Regions from separate parts of the Mus musculus genome. Here region 1 is linked to region 2. A link is a contact called in public HiChIP or PLAC-seq data. All regions are on one chromosome and are shown on one strand. The core of a region is the stretch at or near the end of the contact, and the rest is flanking DNA. Distances in the headings are between cores, read along the strand shown.

Region 1 (6,727 bases), core at 2,373-4,872, 510 kb before region 2:
TCCATCCCATGATCAGCTTCCAAACGCTGACACCATTGCATACACTAGCAAGATTTTGCTGAAAGGACCCAGATACAGCTGTCTCTTGTGAGACTATGCCAGGGCCTAGCAAACACAGAAGTGGATGCTCACAGTCAGCTATTGAATGGGTCACACGGCCCCCAATGGAGGAACTAGAGAAAGCACCCAAGGAACTAAAGGGAACTGCAACCCTATAGGTGGAACAACAATATGAACTAAGCAGTACCCCGGAGCTCTTGTCTCTAGCTGCATATGTATCAAAAGATGGCCTAGTCGGTCATCACTGCAAAGAGAGGCCCATTGGACTTGCAAACTTTATATGCCCCAGTACAGGGGAACGCCAGGGCCAAAAAGGGGGAGTGGGTGGGTAGGGGAGTGGGGGGGTGGGTATGGGGGACTTTTGGTATAGCATTGGAAATGTAAATGAGCTAAATACCTAATAAAAAATGGGAAAAAAAGTTACAACACATAAAAAAAAAAGTTGAACTTTCTTAAAAATCTGTAGGCCAGACATGTCTCAGCATACCTTTATGTCCCCAAACACAGTGTATAGAGCGTGTCACTTAGGTGATGAGTTTGGTTCAGTGGACCATTTTCATTTATTTATTTACTTTTTGAGTTGGCGCATCAGGTAGTCTAGGCTGGCCTCTGACTCTGTCAGTGAGGATGCCCTCGAGCTCCTTCCTCTAGCTCTTGACGCCACATGCTGAGGTTACAGTATAGGTGTGTGCCCTGTGCTTGGCTCAGCATCTCTATGTGTTTGGTTGGTTACAGTATAGGTATGTGGCCCCATGCCTGGCTTATCTCTATGTGTTTGCTTGAGCTTTGGTACAAAATGTTAATATATTTTTATGTTCTTAGTGGAGTATGCTTTTTATTTATGTAAATGATTCAAAAGGCATGAGTTCAGATCATCTTATGACACACTGGGATTTATTACATGCAATATATACGAGTCCACTTACTCCTGTTATTTTTTACCAATAGAACAGTGCATTAAAGATTTGAGTACCCAAGTTTTAAATCCTAATTACTTTCTTCTTGTGTACCTTAAAAGTAGTTTGTCTGTAATAGGAAAACCCAGTCTCAACAATATGGTGGCCTAACTGAGACCTGCATAATGACAACCAGCTGACATGCCAACATGAACGGGGGTGGGGGGGGTGGAGGGGGATGTCACAAGGTGCCTAGATGAAGAGGTACAAGCAATCAGTGACTGCTGAGAGGCAGGGAAGAGAGGGTCAGTCTCCTCCAGGGATAAGGCCCTGGTAGGTTATCCAGTCCCAAATGGCCAACCCTAAGCACATATATATGAGCAACACAAACGGACTCAGTAGGTAGAAGGAAATTAGAAATGATGTAAAAAGGCATTATATGTAGGAAGTCCTAAAAAATGTACACGTAAAAAGGGACTTTAGCTCCAAACAGTATTTATAGCATTTAATTATGAAAATTGGTGTTTGTTCTCAACTAAGACTTAGCTTTCTCAGATTCATTCTGTTATCTTTATAGCTTGAATGTCATAATAGTAAACAAGGAGATTTCTTAAGTATAAAAATATCATCTCTATCTAAAAGCAATGTATCAAAACCCAATAACTCTGTCTCCGGGAAGATGACTATGTGATTTCCTGACTAATCACTGTGTTTATTTTACAATGGAACATGGTGGCTGAGCAACTCCAAACATGCTCAGCTTGGTAACAGGTATCCTCACGTGCAAACCATGGGGGTGGGGAGTGGGGGTGCGGGGTGGGGGTGGGGGTGGGGGTTGGAGCAGAGCAACTGGTTAGATGCAGGAATCTCGGGTCCCATCTCCCTTCATTCCTCCTTCCCTGGAGCCTGTACAGTTAGGAGCCAGAGCACTAGGGGAAACTGAGGCAGATCCCAGAAAGCTAATTTATCCCAGTGGAGGCCAATTTTCTAATTTTCTAATCCTTTTTGAAACTGCAGAAACTGTTAGATGTTCCATAAACAAGGTAGCCAATGGCTGTAGTGTGTGCCGCGGACACATGCTATCAGTCACAAGTTCTGAAGGTAGCGCCCCTTGTGGCTGGAGAGAGAACTGTGCTGCTTAGTTTTTTCTTAGTTTTGCCAATTTGACACAAGCTGAAGTCATCTGGGAAGAGGGAGCCTTGGTTGAGAAGTGTCCACATCAGATTAGCCTGTAGGCATGGCTGTGAGGTAGTTTCCTCATCAATAACTGTTGTGGAAGGGCCTAGCCCAGTGTGGGTGGTGTCCCTGGGTGCAGGTGGTTCTGGAGTGGATGACAAAGCAAATTGAGCAGGCCAGGAGGAGCAAGCCAGTCAGCAGTATTCGTCTCCAGCCTTTGCTTCAGCTCTTACCTCCTAGGCTCCTGGCTGGAGTCCCTGCCCTGACTGCCCTCCATGATGGGCCTGGGAGCTGTAAGCTGAAATAAAACCTTTCCTTCCGAAGCTGGTTGTGATCAGCATTTTATCACAGCAATAAAAAGCAAACAGACACTAACTTTTCCAGGGAAACAGAAAGAGCAGTTACAAGTGTGTTAATTGTGCAGTTAAGTTTTAGAGACACTATTTTGCATTATGCTATGGATAGGTATGGCTCCCATAGTCTCATGTGTTTGGCCAATCCTATTGTGACCAGGGAGTGAAATGTGGTAGTTTGAATATGCTTGTCACAGGGAGTGTCACTTTTAGCAGGTACAGCCTTATGGAGTAGGTGTGGCCTTGTTGGAGGAAATGAGTCATTGTAGGCGTGTGCTTGGAGACCCTCCTCCTAGCTCCCTAGAAGATGTCTTCTCCTGGCTGGATTTTGAACAAGATGTAGAAATCTCAGCTCTGTCTCTAGCAACATGCCTGCCTGGATGCTGAGATGTATCCTGTCACGATGATAATGGACTGAAAATGTAAAGCCATCCGAAATTCAATGTTGTCCCTTAAAAAAAAAAAAAAGATTTAGAGACACTACCACATCCCCCATGTGGACAAGGGGAGAAAATGAGAACCACAATCTCTTTTAAATTAGAATTGGAAGGACTTTTATACAGGGAGAGAGTCTTGGGTGTCAGGGTTTGATAGATTAAAATCTACTGGCTGAGATGTGAGATTAGAGTTAAATAATAGTGGGGAGGAAGGAATTGTACTGAGGACCAGTGAGATGCTCAGCAGGGGCTTGCCTCTAAGACTTGACAACATGCATTTGATCCCTAGAACTGTAAGACTCTGGGGAGCCTTAGTTTACCAGGGATCCCCTGAGTGAACCACGTGGAGCCAGGATCAATGCAAAAAGCAAGAGGAATTTATTGTTCCAGTGCACTGGGGTCATCCCAGAGCTGAAGGAGAGGCGGCGACCCCCAGCACCAGTTCAGCGAGTTTTTATATGGTTTCCAAGGGCAGAGCAGAGCATCAACAACTAGGCGCAATATGATTGACAGAACAGTGCACCCTTTAAGCTGATTGGTCTTTAGGGAAAGAGGTGACAAGGGCTTACCCTAGTCAAGGTGAGCAACAGTTCGTCCTGTGGAATGTGTCCCCACCCTCAGGTCAGTTCCTGCCCTGTGGTCTGAGGCATGTTAATTGGCCTCTCCCCTCCGGAGGGCAAGTGTTTCATGACCTTCCCAAAGTTCCTGAGCTGACCTTTTCAGAACCCACACTAGAACTAACGCCTGAGGGTAAAAGCTGTCCTCTGACCTACACACTACGCAAAACCAGAAAGAGTTGTGTTGAGTGCTGCTTCGAGAAAGCAACCCAATTGATTGATGGCTTCCAGCAGCAGCAGCAGCAGCTGCAGCCGCCGCCACCAACGCTGCCCTCGCTGGCACGCATGCGCAGACTACCTACTCCACTCCTGTGAGAAACTGAGACGTCTACACTGAAGGTGAACCGGCTGACTGAACTCTCACTGGAGGCAAGTCTGTAGAAAGCTGGAAGCCAGGTTTCAAGAGTAGTGAGCGCTAACGGAGGCCCTCCCTTCCATCATCAGGGCGCTGAGGTTGCACCAGTGGATGCATCTGTGGATGACGCAATGGTGAAACAGAATTCAATTGTTGTTGTTGTTGTTCCTTTAACGATCAACAGATTTGGAAGATAACGACCTGAATTAGGAAATTTAATTAATTTAAAAATTTCCAAATAATTGGATTGTGGAAATTTAATGAGAAAAGCAGAAGCTACTAAACCAGATTAAAGACTAGGTTTTTTCTTTTTTTTTTTTTTTTTTTTTCCTTACATAATTCAAGGGCTCTGGAAGTAAATAGCTTTTGGGTCTTCATTGGTTTAGGGCCAGAGACACAACTTCGTGGAAGAATTCTTCCTCCCAGCACAAGATTCTGTGTTCAATCCCAGGAAAACATGCACGCACATGCAGCACTTGCCTAGCTTCTCTGGTTTACACAGTGACCGGGTTAATGTGGTGGGAAGTGAACTCATTTCCTGCTGAGAGGCCAGAGCAGCCATGCACATGTCATGGCTGCTCCAAATCAACAGTACTCAATAGCAATGCAAGCAAGATACAGCTTCCGGAAAGAAATGCTGATTTGATGCATTTAAATAATTCTTTTAAATTTCTATGACTGTCTCTGTGCCACAGTACCTCTTCACCATGGAGTAAAGGCGGGACACCAGTGTCCCCCAGATACTCAGTCCCCAACAAGAGCTGCTCAGCATCCAAGAGGAGACACTTAGGAATGTTATGTCAACTTGTAGACATGTTTATAACTGGAGAGTTTACCAACGAGAGCTGAGACCGCACTGGATGATCTTTGTTTTCTTTCCTTTAATCATCAACAGATTGCTGGGTATTTGGAAGATACCAACTCACTCATCGTGAATTTCAGGAAAAGTTCATGTCTGAAATGGAATATGAAAACGAAAACAAAGCAGGTGTTTTATCACACACTGTGACAGACTCTGAACTGGAAGCACTTAGGGCAGTGGTTCTCAACCTGTGGCCCAAGACCCCTTTGGGGGTTGAATAACCCATTTATAGGGGTCCCTTAAGACCATTGGGAAAAAGATATTCATATTACAGCTTGTTAACAGTAGCAAAATTCAGTTATGAAACAGCAACAAAAAAGGTTGAGGGTCACCTCAGTTATGAAATAGCAACAAAAGTAATTTTAAGGTGGGGGTCAGCACACCCTGAGAAACTGCATTGAAGGGTTGCAGCATCAGTGGGGTCAGCACACCCTGAGAAACTGCATTGAAGGGCTGTAGCATTAGGAAGGCTGAGAACCACTGAGCTGGAGTGAATTTGTGAGTCTGAGGATTATCTAAGAGCTGCTGGTTCACCAGGGGTCTACTCAATGCATAAAGCTAAGTTTAAATCAGCTAACCATACAAATGAAATGCATATTTTTAAAAAGTAAGAAATTGTATACCCTACGGCTGTTATTATATTTATTTATATAATATAGTTTTATTAATTTGTAAAATTAATATAAAATATACACTTTCCCATTCATGGATTCATGATCCTGTGGCTTAGTATTATAAAATTTTGTTACTTTAAAGATTACTTACAGAATTTAATAAAATAGATTTAATCTGAAAGACATAGTTGTTTTAAAGTATCATTTCATTTTGGATTTACCAATTCCACCCAGGTTTGGCTACTCTGATTGTAACACAAATGCCTTCTACCTGAGTGACACTAAAGATTATTGATTGAGTTAGGGTGTGTTTACTAAGAGTTAACTTGATACTTTACTGAATAAGTTCAGAAGCATGATAATCTGAATTGTTGTTTTTCTGGCTAGCATTTTGTCAGCTTGACATAGCTAGAGTTATCTCAGGAGAAGCAACCTCAATTGGGAAGATACCAGCATCAGACTGGCCTGTAAGCTAGCCTGCAGGACATGGCCCCACTGATGATTGATGAGGGAGGGCCCAGCTAACTGTTTGTGGGCCATCCCTGGGCTGGGGGTCGATCTGCTGCTGGTGGGTGCTATAAGAGAGCAGGCTGAGCAAGCCATGGGAAACAAGCCAGTAAGCAGCAGGGCTAGGGAGGTGATGCATGTGTGACCCCATGGCTTGTCTGTTTTAATCACTTGGGGTCTGTCATAGTCAGGGTTTCTATTCCTGCACTAACATCAAGACCAAGAAGCAAGTTGGGGAGGAAAGGGTTTATTCAATTCAGCTTACACTTCCAAGTTGCTATTCATCACCAAAGGAAGTCAGGACTGGAACTCAAGCAGGTCAGGAAGCAGGAGCTGATACAGAGGCCATGGAGGGATGTTCCTTACTGGCTTGCTTCCCCTGGCTCACCTTATAGAACCCAAGACTACCAGCCTAGGGATGGCACCACCCACAATGGGCCCTCCCCTCTTGATCAGTAATTGAGAAAATGTCTTACAGCTGGATCTCATGGAGGCATTTCCTCAAGGGAGGCTCCTTTCTCTGTGATAACTCCAGCTTGTGACAAGTTGACACACAAAACCAACCAATACAGAGCCTTAGCAGACTAAACCCTGTGTTGATTAGTTGAGATTTCTAACATATTTCTTGATATGCATCTTGAATCTTGAAGCTAGAGCTATTTATAATTTTCTTCAGACTCTGCAGTTACCTAAAGTTACCAAAACAAATCCTCCTCCTCCTCCTCCTCCTCCTCCTCCTCCTCCTCCTCCTCCTCCTCCTCCTCCTCCTCCTCCTCCTCCTCCTCCTCTTCTTCTTCTTCTTCTTCTTCTTCTTCTTCTTCTTCTTCTTCTTCTTCTTCTTCTTCTTCTT
Region 2 (7,649 bases), core at 3,786-6,285:
GATGAAATACTCCTCTATCTCCTACTCTGTAGCCTCTGCATATGAATCCTAGGTAAGCTTCCTTGCAATTACTACTTGGCTATGAATTCTAACACAGTTGTGCCATAGCATTCACACACTATTTATTACAGGATCTTATATATCTTCCTTTCTATCTCAGAAATATTGCGCACACATACTTCTTGCACCTCAGACTGTGTACAGTCCTGGACTACCTTTACAGCTTACTCAAAGTGGTAAGACTACTTGGCATTCAAAGGAACATCATGCAGATTCAGGCAGGAGCACACTCCTCAAGTGCCTTCTCAATTTGTCAGGTTCCATGGTGGTAACGTCACTTTTCACTTTCAATGGTGCCAGAACTTCATTGTGTTATATCTCTCACTGGGTAACAGAGATCTTCAGAACCACTTACCTCAGTAGTAGTTCCTATGTCAGCAGATGGGCTGCATGTGCTGGTGTCTGGTGGAGCTGTACCTACGCTGCTCCAAACTGGAGAACCAGGGATAGGCCCTGCCACTGTCTCTGGGTAGACTGAAGATGGACTAAGATTGCCTCTCTTCTGAATTTTACTCCAGACTTTACTCATCGTATCAGCCAATTCATAAATGAGCTGGACCTGAGAGAAAGGGAGAGTAGGGGGAAGAATCATGTTTTCAAATTCTATTCACAACTACTAAAATGCAAGACATAAAAAAACTGACACAATGGAGTACTACTCAGCTATTAAAAAGAATGAATTTATGAAATTCCTAGCCAAATGGATGGACCTGGAGGGCATCATCCTGAGTGAGGTAACACATTCACAAAGGAACTCACACAATATGTACTCACTGATAAGTGGATATTAGCCCAAAACCTAGGATACCCAAGATATAAGATACAATTTGCTAAACACATGAAACTCAAGAAGAATGAAGACTGAAGTGTGGACACTATGCCCCTCCTTAGAATTGGGAACAAAACACCCATGGAAGGAGTTACAGAGACAAAGTTTGGAGCTGAGATGAAAGGATGGACCATGTAGAGACTGCCATATCCAGGGATCCACCCCATAATCAGCTTCCAAACGCTGACACCATTGCATACACTAGCAAGATTTTGTTGAAAGGACCCAAATGTAGCTGTCTCTTGTGAGACTATGCCGGGGCCTAGCAAACACAGAAGTGGATGTTCACACAGCTATTGGATGGATCACAGGGCTCCCAATGGAGGAGCTAGAGAAAGTACCCAAGGAGCTAAAGGGATCTGCAACCCTATAGGTGGAACAACATTATGAACTAACCAGTACCCCGGAGCTCTTGACTCTAGCTGCATATGTATCAAAAGGTGGCCTAGTCGGCCATCACTGGAAAGAGGGGCCCATTGGACATGCAAACTGTATATGCCCCAGTACAGGGGGAACATCAGGGCCAAAAAAATGGGAATGGGTGGGTAGGGAAGTGGGGGGGGGAGGAGTATGGGGGACTTTTGGGATAGCATTGGAAATGTAATTGAGGAAAATATGTAATAAAAAATATTAAAAAAAAAAAGAAAACTGACAAGTTCAAAATGTAAAAGTCTACAAAATAACTAACGACCAAAAACCATCATGGAGTTTACATGATTTACAGCAGCCACAAACTTCCACTGTGCTGTTTTATGGTGAGTAAGCATTTCTGCAGATGGATGTAGTCTAACGAGCAGTGTTCACTATTGAGAAGTAGATTCCCTTTAAGAATGATCAGGAACAAATACAAATGCCTCTTACACAGAGAACTGGTGAAAGCAGAAAGCAAATACACACCCTGGGAAGTGTGGTTACTTTATGCACTATAAAGCATCTATCACCCTTCCTTATATAATTTCCAAAACTAAATCTTCTCTATTTTTCTGAGATAAAAATGACATGGGATTTCTTTTGAGGCAAGTGAAAAGAACGATATAACAGAGAGTAGAAAAAGAAAATCATTACCTTATGAGACTTCTAGAGATAGAAAATATCTCCAACCTACTTCCCATGGGATATGTTATCCCAATATTGAGAGAAAAACCATTTAACTTGCAAATTGTTTGACTGAGTTCTAAGATATTTATACAAGATTTCATAAATAAGCATTAATCATGGAGTGTGTATGAGAACATATTGGCATATACTGTATAAAACAAGCCTAGGGGGGAAGGCAAACATAACATATAAGCAAACCCACGGCTGGATACCATACTTCGATTGTGATTTTTAAAAAAGCGAAATTCTCCTATTTATAAAGAGTTTCAGCGCTAGGACACACCCAGATGATGAGGCTAGCCTCTCACATGGGCAAAACAGATGTAAAGAGACACTGTTGTCACTCAGATGGAGATACACTGTTGTCAATCAAATGTACAGAGACACTTCCTTGATGTAACCTCTACATGCTCTAGTTTTCTACTTTTTGTGTACTGAAGCCTCAAATCTCGAGTCATGGATATCTGTAGTTTTAAAATGAACTAATGACTACAGATTCTACCAAAAAAATGAAAAAAAAAGAACTTTATAGAAAAACTATTAAAGTCATTTTCTATTTCATAATTAAGATTTTTCTCTTAAAAGGAAGTGTTGGAACCCAAGTCCTTCTGAATGATTGTTTCTCTTTTTCCTAAATGAAATGAAAGAGCTGTCTAATAAGAGCAACATTAACCACAGGAAGTAAGTTCTACTCCCAAGGGTTTAGTGTTATTTACTTCAGAGGCACAATACTGCTTTTATTGTCACTACTTCTGATTCCTTCCACTATTGTTCTTAAAAAGATGTAACATCACATGTGTTTAATGTGGCAAGCAAGCAATGGCATAAACCTCAACTATAATTCTAGTTTCAAAGAACACACAGCTCTCAAACAAAGGAAGCATGCAGAGGCTACATCAGTTTTCAGTTGGAGTTCAGCTGAAACACTGAGGATTAAAAATCATAAAATTAAAATGTGTATAATTAAAATGTGTATAACTAAGAAGTACAACTATTCTAAATATCCCATAGAGTAACTGAAACTCTCATTTTCTGCTGGTAAGAACAGAAGATTTAAAACGAGTTTGGTAGTTTTGAATATATATATATATATCTCCTTATCCAGCCAATTAAAGTAGTTTCCCTAAATAAAAAAAATAAAATAAAAAAAAAAAGCTTATGTCTGCAGAAACATAAACAGAAATATTTACAGCATACTGTACATCTGGAAAAGTCCTAAATGTTTAACAACAAACACTGAACAAATGAAGGTCAATTATATAGCTAAATGTTAGTAATAATAAGAGAACATATGTAAGACATGAACTAATCTAAAAATGGCTGTGTAGCATGAAGGAAGTTAAACAAAAAACACAACTGTAGAATTCCATCTACACTATGGGGTTTCCAAAGACTATAACTTTTAGGACAGTTTCTATGATGATTTAATGAGTATATATCCCAACCTTATTCAAACTGGGTAACTTAAACACACAGTTTATTGTACACTAAGTATACTTCAGTAAAACTAGATTATGAAAGAAATAAAAAATAAGCATATATTTAGCACCATTCAATGAGCTTTGTGTGGAGACAACTGAATAGCCACGGCAATCTGAGTATGGCATACTGGCTAAATAAATTTTTTTAATTCCTTAAATATTCAAAATATATATTTTTAATTCCTTAAATATTCAGAAATGAAGAAAATCGTATCATTAATGATGGACCCAAAGAGGAAGCTTATCTCTGAGATTTAGAGTATGAAATGGATACCGTCTTAGATCTAGAATAAGCAATTAGTACTCAACAAGAATCTAGCCCATGAAACAGATACCTATTGGGATCTAGTACATGAAATGGATACCCACTCAGATCAAGAATAGGAAATGGATGTCTACTGTGTTCTAGAACAGGAAATGGACACTCACGCTCATGACTTTATCTAACACCTAATCTGTCTATATAAAGATCAAGGAACCAGCTGAGGACAAAAATGCCTGATTTTATAAAAGGAGTAGGTAGGGTACAGAGAAGAAAGAAAGAGTTGCCCAAGTCAGCTATGTACAAACTCTGAGCAACAAGAAAAGAGTAATAAGAAGACAGTTCCCTGTTTAGGAAGAGAAAAGGAATTAATTCCAGAGTTTGAGAAGTGACACAGTACCAGGCTCTTACTCTTAGGTCAAGCCAAGCATCATCACTTTTAAAAATTGTTGTATTTTATTTTGTCTTATCTAGACTATTGTCATGGTGATGGAAAGCCAGGAAACTCTTTGAGAAAAGCTGAATCTGTTCTTTCCTGTTCTATTTTGTAGAACTTAAGGAACCAGGTGCCATCAATGGTGCCTTAAGACAAAAAAGAAATGTTTGTGTCACATATGAATAAATCATTGTATCAGCACTGTAATATACCATCTGAGACAGAGTAGAATCTGAGACCTGAGTGTCGTAAGGTCTGTATCTGCACTTTCAAAGTTCTGCTCCCACAAACGCACAGCACTTGTTCCACAGACCCTCACATTACTGTCTGCCTATATATAGGTATCTGTATCCAAACCTCTCTTGGTTTGTTTTTTTTTTTGTTTTTTGGTTTTTTTTTTTTTTTTTTGGTTTTTCAAGACAGGGTTTCTCTGTGTAGCCCTGGCTGTCCTGGAACTCGCTCTGTAGACCAGGTTGGCCTCGAACTCAGAAATCCACCTGCCTCTGCCTCCCAAGTGCTGGGATTAAAGGCGTGCGCCACCACGCCTGGCCTCAAACCTTGCTTTTTAAGTGGACTTAATTAGTGCTCATTCTAACGGCTTCTTTTTTCTCCTCTGGACACTTTTACTAGATGCAAGATCACATTCAAAGATAAAGAGGGATAGGACAACATCCCACTCCACCCTGCCCCAAGGGACATAATTTAACAGTTTCTTTTACTCTTACAAGGATTTTAAAGCAGCCAATAGCACTAGCATTCTAATAGCAACCTAAGAGATGGTCAGAATTCTCTATAGCACTGCTGGAACACAGTCCAAGCATGGAGTCATGGAGGGGAGTTCTGAGTGCTTGTTTTAACATGAGTCTTTTGACCTCAGTTTCATCAAAAAAACACAGACATTCTTGGAATTCTTGGAATGTGTTTGCCTGATCCTCCCAGGTATAGGGGAGTCTATTTCAGTTGTTTTTTGTTTATATGCCTCTGTAAGAAAACATGTTTTTGCCATGTGTGTCTTGTCCTTGTGATTACACACTTTACTCCGGTGACTCTTCTTAACCCTCAGAGTATAAACTGCCTGATGCTCTGAATAAACTTGGCTGCTGCATGATACTGTAGTAGTCAGCCTCATTTTTAGTCCCTGCTCTCCCAGGTTCACGCAGCCAACTAGCGTGGTAAAAAACAACACTATGAAACCAAATTATATAGCATATAACAGAAAGAAGTAGAGAGAGTATCCACAGCATGATTTTGTGCATAAAGAAACTTGCAACCAAGACCGATAACCTGAATTTCATTTTCAATACCCACATGCTTAAAGGACAGAAATAACTCCTATAAACACCTCAATAAATAGACAGATGATAGATAGATAGATGATGATAAATAGACAGATGGTTGATAGATAAATAGATAGATAGATAGATAGATAGATAGATAGATAGATAGATAGATCATGTATGGATGGATGGGTGAATGTTTAAAAAGAGGCAGGTGGGGAGAGCTGCATTGTACTGGAAAGGAACTTCTATAATATGGAATGATAGTGGAAATTAATTTTTTTAAATACTTCAAAATCTGGCCTGGTTGATAACTATTAAAGCTGGAATAGATATATGTACTATGAATTTATGACCATTGGCCGATCAGATTCAATAATATGCTACAGGAGATTATTTTTAAAATAGGATTCAACATTGACTATGTGGAAAATATACAATAGTATATTTGAAGTTAAAAATGTAAATTTTATGATAATTAATGATGTACACAAAACCAGGTGATATGAATTCATAGTAATTGTAATGAGGCAGAATACAACGTGACTGGCATATCACAGCTGAAATGTTATGGAAGTGGCAACTTTTAATAAGTGTTCTCTTTAGGTGTAAATGAGCAAGATTTGAAAGGGGGCTCTGAGAATCTGATTAAAAATTATATTTGGTCACTTAAGTACATCCTCCAGCCCAACAATAAAAGAAATAGTTCCTCAGAATTTCAAACCAGCACATCTATAACTGATTTTATTCCACCAGCCAAAAGATGAATTTATATATTCATCAATACAATTCTTACTATAAAACTTGATAGAATTTTAAAGCCATTCTTCATCTAATCATCGCAATGTTGATGGCAAGGTTTAAGGACAAAAAGGTAGGGTATTTAAAGGAAGAGAAGTCTTTTAATAAAACAAATAAACATTAAAAAAAATTTAGCATTTAGAATGAAGTGTACCAACCTGGGGATTAGAGCATTTTATCTCTAATGACTCTAAGTCAACATGAAGACAGACAACAAATGAATGCCTTCCATCGGGTCCCACAGGAAGCAGCTTTTGAGATGTGACTGCTAGAGTAGAGGTACATCCCATAGGCTCCACAAGGGAAAGAGTCACTTGCTTTCCAAGAAGGGTATATATGCTGAAATGATGCAAGCTTATGGTCCAAGGAAATGCATCACCTATAAGGGAACAAAACAGAAAAATGAGACCAACAAAATTACACAATTAATGAATACAAATAAAAAATTATTTAAAATTTCAATCTGAAATATAGCACAACATAACAAAGGTAGGATCTCAGAGACTAAGGTAGTAAATGATTTACATGCTACTTAAATAATTTAACTTTAGTATTTGTAGTTACTATAATATACTTCTATACTTTTCATACATTGTAAGCATAAGAAGAAACCTGGCTATGAAATGAGAGAGGAGAATAATATGGATGTTTTTGTGTGGTGGCAACTCACACCAGAATTAATGGTGATGGAGCATGCTAATGAATCAGGCTTCTGGTGCTATGTTAGAAGTACTTAGTCAGAAATTCTGTGGATGGAAATCAGGCATATTTCTACATATTCCTTGTGTGGCTCTCAAAGCACATGAGATATATTTTAAAGGATGCAGGCTTGACTAAAAATTTAGCATTCATAAATATCATAACTGAAAGAAAAATATTTCTTTTACTGTTCTAGTAATTTATCTAATGTGCAATGTATTTATAAGTAGAAGCATAGACTATATAACATCTTAGAATTTTATACTGTATTATAGGTAAAGTAGACGGATATAATTCCAATTGGAATATTGAAAATTCATTATTCTGGTATATATAGATATAGATATAGATATAGATATAGATATAGATATATACACACACATATATATATTTGTAATTACTATATATACTTCTATACCTTTCATACATTATAAGCATAAGAAGAATGTTAAATACAAGAAATAAAAACAGAAATAGAAGTCCTAACACCCTCTTTGCCACTATAGTAGATAGTAAATGTTCCATATATATATATATATATGGAACATTTACTATCTACTATATATATATATATATATATATATATAATAAATAGTGGATATATAGTGAAAAATAGTGGATATTCATACATAGTGGATATTAATGTTCCATCAAATACCATATACATATATGATAAATGTGAACATTCAAAATATCTAAACCAGGA

The links. HiChIP or PLAC-seq counts read pairs in DNA pulled down with a chosen protein or histone mark.
Region 1: a contact with region 2 is called in an H3K27ac HiChIP or PLAC-seq map of embryonic stem cells, with 3 times the contacts expected there. The contact joins two enhancer-like sites. A contact is called at or near these places in 3 of 39 promoter capture datasets (the C10 cell line, liver and pre-B cells), 3 of 115 datasets of contacts at active chromatin or transcription factors (embryonic stem cells and trophoblast stem cells) and 1 of 9 other capture datasets (embryonic stem cells).

What each region holds. Positions count from the first base shown.
Region 1 is chr15:36,123,981-36,130,707 of GRCm38.p6, reverse strand. All of the region lies in intron 2 of Rgs22 (regulator of G-protein signalling 22), which reads left to right. Among named protein-coding and RNA genes, the nearest start is that of Rgs22, 13 kb to the left of the region's middle. Within about 2 kb of position 3,622, at least 35 of the 459 cell types and tissues checked have an H3K27ac peak or open chromatin away from gene starts, as enhancers often do. A contact at or near this core is called in embryonic stem cells, where this site is marked.
Region 2 is chr15:35,616,572-35,624,220 of GRCm38.p6, reverse strand. Vps13b (vacuolar protein sorting 13B) reads right to left here. Exons shown (of 62, transcript NM_177151.4): 24 at 6,403-6,623; 25 at 416-619. Among named protein-coding and RNA genes, the nearest start is that of Mir599, 41 kb to the left of the region's middle. Within about 2 kb of position 5,035, at least 4 of the 459 cell types and tissues checked have an H3K27ac peak or open chromatin away from gene starts, as enhancers often do. A contact at or near this core is called in embryonic stem cells, where this site is marked.